Linked DNA regions of Zea mays: region 1 is linked to region 2. A link is a contact called in public Hi-C data. All regions are on one chromosome and are shown on one strand. Each heading gives the region's core, a stretch centred on a gene start, on an enhancer-like site or on the middle of the called end of the contact. The rest is flanking DNA. Distances are from core to core; before and after follow the strand shown.

What was found. A called contact is a pair of places that touch in the nucleus more often than the background predicts.
Region 1: a Hi-C map of tassel shows a contact between it and region 2, with 3 times the contacts expected there. The contact joins the promoter of LOC100217101 here to the promoter of LOC100193661 in region 2. A contact is called at or near these places in 4 of 25 Hi-C or Micro-C datasets (bundle sheath, ear, endosperm and 1 more).

What each region holds. Positions count from the first base shown.
Region 1 is chr1:108,304,807-108,307,506 of Zm-B73-REFERENCE-NAM-5.0, reverse strand. LOC100217101 reads left to right here and starts at 1,419. Exons shown (of 6, transcript NM_001366113.1): 1 at 1,419-1,912. The coding sequence starts at 1,463.
Region 2 is chr1:107,794,203-107,796,902 of Zm-B73-REFERENCE-NAM-5.0, reverse strand. It overlaps LOC100193661, which reads right to left and starts at 1,332. Exons shown (of 4, transcript NM_001138754.2): 1 at 1,202-1,332; 2 at 1-78. The coding sequence starts at 53. It also overlaps the pseudogene LOC111590663.

The sequences.
Region 1 (2,700 bases), core at 170-2,669, 510 kb before region 2:
GCACCGCCGCCGCGGGGGTAATCTTTGGGAGGGAGATGACCTCTGGGCCGTCTGATTTAAATAGATGGTTCTGATTAGATGGATAGGTAACGATTCATGAGGATAGGCTTGGGCTGTTGGATCTGTGGTGTGTGGGTGAGATTTCATCCAGTCGCGGGTTGATCTGGGCCCTTGATCCGGAATCGAGCGGTCGTGATTAAAACGAACCGTTACCGATTCGTGGGTTCGTCTGATCAGAATCATGCAGTTATGGTTGAATCCAGACTTATGGGGTTACGGCCGATCGGGAGCCATGGATCACGTATCCTGCGGCTCAAATTGCATATCAGTTCAGCATATATAACTTCTAATTTGTGCCATCAGAGTTTGATCGGATGGCCCTAACTCACCTGTACCCCTTCGGCCTGGCAAAATCGCTAAAGAGACCCTGACTTTAATTGAAAATAACCCGCAGTCCACTTTAGTTCAACAGAAAATACGAACAGGTCCTGAAATTTATGAGTTGGACCCCGAACTCTCTGGATTTTGTGTCCGCAGTCCATAGGTTATCCAGAAATAATAAAATAACTCAGAAAAAGATTTTTAGAATAAAAATAATTTCGGAAACTTGTATAATTCATATTTAATTCATTTTAACTCCGAATTGACCCATTTCAGTGGCAATAATTTTGTTTTAATATTGTTCATCATATAGTACCTTTGTTTAGCCATGAAACTTGAATTAAAATTATTCTTTGGATTTATTCTATAATAAGCACTTAATAAGTTTGGAAATTCATAACTCCTCCGTTTTAATTCTGAATTGACTCGTTCTAGTTGCATTAGCTTCGTATAAATATTTACTACGCAGTAGCAACATTGATTATATGTTATCCCATAATTTTATAATTAGGTAACTAATTAGATTAATCTATGTCTATTGGATTAACTTCTTTAATATTAATCTTTACTACTATTAAGACGGTAAGGGGTAGGCTGCCATTCCTGGTTCTGCCATTCCCATACTCATGCACCGTCTTCATTCCCATTCCCAACTGTGTCCCGCGCATGTGACCCGTTTCCGTTTCCCAACTGTGCGCGACCAAATTTTTACCAAAAAAGCTAGCAGCGTGGGTCAAAGCTCACGACCAACCAAGACTACACATGTTATGTGCGCACTAGACCTTATAAACAGGTGTGTGCACAGTTTAGTGAACAATACAGTACTATTTTTAGCTTGCCAATACAAATTACACGCTTCCTGGGAGGCCCATCTGCTTGTGGCCCAGACAAGGCCCATAGTCGACGCTGGTTCTACCTCTAGCCAATCTACACCGTCCATCTATATGCATCAAATAATCACCGTCCGCCTCGTCGCCTCCGCTTCAAGCCTCCTTCGTCCCTCGATCACAACTGCTCCTCTCTCCACTCCCCTCTTCCTCGACAGATCCTCAATCAAGCTTCATCTGTGCCGTCGTCGGCAATGGCTCCGGCCTTCCCACGCCGCCGTCCAACCTCCCCCGACTCTCCTCCTCACACCGCCGCCGCTCCCATGGCCCACCCTCCCTGCTCGCCTCCATGGCCACCTGGAGGCGGATTCGGCCTCCCCGAGTCACCGCCCAACGTCTCGCCGCCCAACCAAAGCGAGAAATCCACTGGGCGAAGCTTCTGCACCTCCCGAACGGGGGAGGGGAGGGGAGCACGCCAGCACTATGTGCCTGCGGGTAGGGTTTCTCCCGGTCCGATGGCGTCCGCCATGTCGTCGAGGTCACGACCCGCCGGCCACTTCGGAGTGTTCCCGGTGAACGCTATGGCCGGCACGGGAGGCAGCGACGGTGGGGTGCAGCTCGCGGACAAGCTCAAGATAATCAAGACTGACAACTTTGACCCCGACGCCTACGTGCAGTCCAAGTGCCGCGCCATGGACGAGAAGGTGAGGAATCCGTCCGCCCTGCGATTTCGCCTCCAGTGTTAGAGGGAGTGCTGCGTCGTCTTTCGCTCGGAAGTGCGACGGGTACGGGTTCTCGACGCGTTTTGAGTAGTTTAGTGCTAATCAGGCTTCATCCGCGTTTTGAGTAGTTTAGTGCCATCCTTGGCTCTGCCTTCCACCACTTCTCACCGGCCCAGATCTTCAATGCCCTCGCTACCACCTATCGCTGCTTTGGCTCTACCCCATTCGTCTTCGAGCTCCTCCTCCTTGCCTACCTCTGCTCCCCCCCCCCCCCCCCCCCCCCCCCCCCCCCCACGACGTCCTCGCTGCGGCCTTCGTCGCCCGCCGCATCCTCGCTGCCGGCGCACGGCTGCTCCCCTCCACTGCGGTGGCTCTTCTTTGTCCACTCCCTTCCGCCACTGCAGCCCTTGACATGTATCATCAAATCTACACGCATCCAAGTCCACGGAGCAATCACCTCCTCCTGCCGACTCTTCACACCTTCAATTCCCTCCTCCTTGCTTTTCACCGTGATGGCAAGTGTGATGAATTCAAGATTGTGCTCCAGGAAATGGACAAATATTCCTGCAAGCACAACGTGTGCACCTACAACATCAGGATGTCTGGGTACTTGAATGGAGAGCATGTGGAGAAAGCACGAACACTATGGGATGAGATGATTCAGGAAGGGGTCCAGCCTGATATAACTGCGTACAACACAATGATTAGTGGGTATTGCTAATCTGGGGAGGTAGGGGTGGCACAGGATATGTTTAAAAATATGTTCATGG
Region 2 (2,700 bases), core at 83-2,582:
GTTTCTTCCAAGCACATAGGCTCATTGAGAGCTCTTCTAAAAGCTGAATCCATAGGGACACCACTGGCTACTCGACACCTGCAAGTGTGGAAATGTTGAGAGAGCAATTTGAGCAAAGAAATTATATGCAATGCGTCATAACAAATCAGAACACCAGCTGTCTCCTATCATCATGTGTCATAACAAATCATAACACCAGCTGTCTCCTATCATCATGTGTAAAGTCAACCTAGACTGGAATAATGGTATGCTCAAACAGCAAAGATGGTTTGAACTCCGAAGCTGAATGTTGACAGGCAAAGCTAGCTGGCAAGCCTATTTGGTTGAGCTATGGCGGTGGGAAAAGCTAAAGCTACTCTGAGCTGTGAAAAAAACTGTTATGAAATATCAGCTATAAGAAAATTGAAACCGGTTTGATTGAAACAAGTGTAAAATATACCTCTTATCTTTATCAATCTTAAAACAACTATGAAATACTTTTTTATTCCATTGATTTCGAAAAGCTGAAATCCAAAAGCCAAAAACGAGGTCTAAGATGCTTTAAAAATGTATTAGAAAAAACAGCTGCTTTGAAAAAAACAGTTCCTTCTTGTGCTTTTGGCTTTTAGGAAGCAAAAGCAGCCCCAGAAGCCCAACCAAACAGGGCAGCGTGAGTCTTTTGTTTTGTGGCTGTGTTTCAAGTGTGAACCAGTTGAGTATTAGTTGTATTCCAGCAAACAACTTGGTAGCCCATGTCCATTGTTGACCTGTCCGCCTACCTAACAGCACTACAGCAGTTCGTTAGCACATAAGCGCAGGCCGATCTGACCTGCCTGCCGTGCAATTGCGCAAAAAAACACCCGAATTTGCCTGCCAGGCCGATTGTTTATGTTATTATCGAATATTTGAAAGAAGGTTGGGATCGCTGCGCAGCCACAGATGACGAAAAGACAAAAACGACTGCAAAATCAGGAGGAGATACTACTCATGAGTCAATTAGAAAGGAAATCGACCCTCCAGTTGCAATTAGAATGCATACTCGGAGGCATGAACCGAATATTTCCTTAACCTAGCGAATTCCTTAACCCTGCATAAGTCGGAAGCATCCGACTTGAATCGAATCCTCCCCCGAGAGAGGAGCGATCCGTCCACACGTACATCCTAATTCCTAATCCAGTACTCCTGGCAGACGGAAAATCCATGAGGGGAAGAGAAGTCTCACCTCCGATTCGAAGCGAAGCGAAGAGCAGGCGACGGAGATCTTCTTCTCCTGGCTGGGTGGGTGGGCGGTTGCGCCGCGTGTGGCGAGCACAGGGGCAAAAGGCACAGGCGAGAAGAGGAGGTGGTGGACCGAGGCCGTAATGAGGAAAAGAAAAGGCCGAGAGCCCGAGAGCAGTTGGCGGGGTGGGTGGGTGTTTCGTTGCCTTGCGCCTTGCCGTAGCAGGGTTTGACTCTGACCCGGCCTGCACCTCCGTTTGGTTTGTGCAGCACCAACCCGCACGGCCGCACGCTTTCCACGCGCCCCGCCTCGCACTGGAACAGGCTTCTAGAAGCACTACTCTCGTCAATTCGTCATTCCGTGCGTTGACACGATCAAGTCCCCAATAGATGAGATACTAGTTCAATACATGTACGTTGTACCCATATTTAATATCTATAAAAAATAAATTTAATATCATACGCATATTAGATGTTAAACTGATAAAAACAAATATTATACCTTATCTTAGCCAAAAGACTAAGAAATGTATAAGTTAAAAAGGAGTCTGATCCTATTTTTTCATAGCTTGCTCTGTCGCTCGTCCTCATTTAGTTAGCGATGTGGTAGTATGTGGGCATATGACTTCCTATTATGTTGGGCTTGTGGTTTCTCACGGTCCATCAGTGATGTAACGTCTCATTGGTAAACGAGAAACGGGACACAAAACAGAGCTACGATGCATGAAGCTTATACTTTAAGGGCTCCTTTGGCAGCTGGGGCAGGGTAACCCAGGGGAGTGAGCACCCAGGGGCCATAATCCCTGCTATCCAGATTACTTAGGTGGTCAACGCCGGACGGGGCTGCCTTCCCCTGCTACTCTTTGGCAGCCAGCAGCCAAGGGAACTCCACACTGCTCTTTCAGCACAGAAGAGAACTCCACACTGCTCATGTGTGCAGCGTAATGTAGCCCATGTGTGCAGCTGTTGTACAAGAGAACATGTTTGAGAAGTACTGCAGCTGATGCAACTTAGCCCATGTGTGCAGAAACATAGTCTCAGTGCATCATAATAAAACATAGTCTCATAATAAAACATAGTCTCGGTGTACACTACCAATGTCAAACATAGTCTCAGTGCATAATAATAAAACATAGTTTCAACATACATGACCAATGTCAAACATAGAGTCTCAGCGTACACGACCGATACATTGCATAACATGATAATAAAACAAACATAGTCTTAGTGCATAGCAAAATCAGATAGATGTGATTATTTAGCTTAGCATCATCTCCTGAATGGCATGACCTAAAAGCAAACGCCATCTTGATGTTTCAGTTCTTTTGGCGACCACTTGTTGATGAAAATCCCTTGTGTATCACATGTTGATGAGAAAACTTAGACAAATGTATATATATTCAATTCCTCTATGTTCAGTTCAATATCCAATTTGGAGACCCTCTGTATTTTGGGACATGAAAGCCTTTATATTCAGTTCAATATTCAGTAATAAAGAGAAGA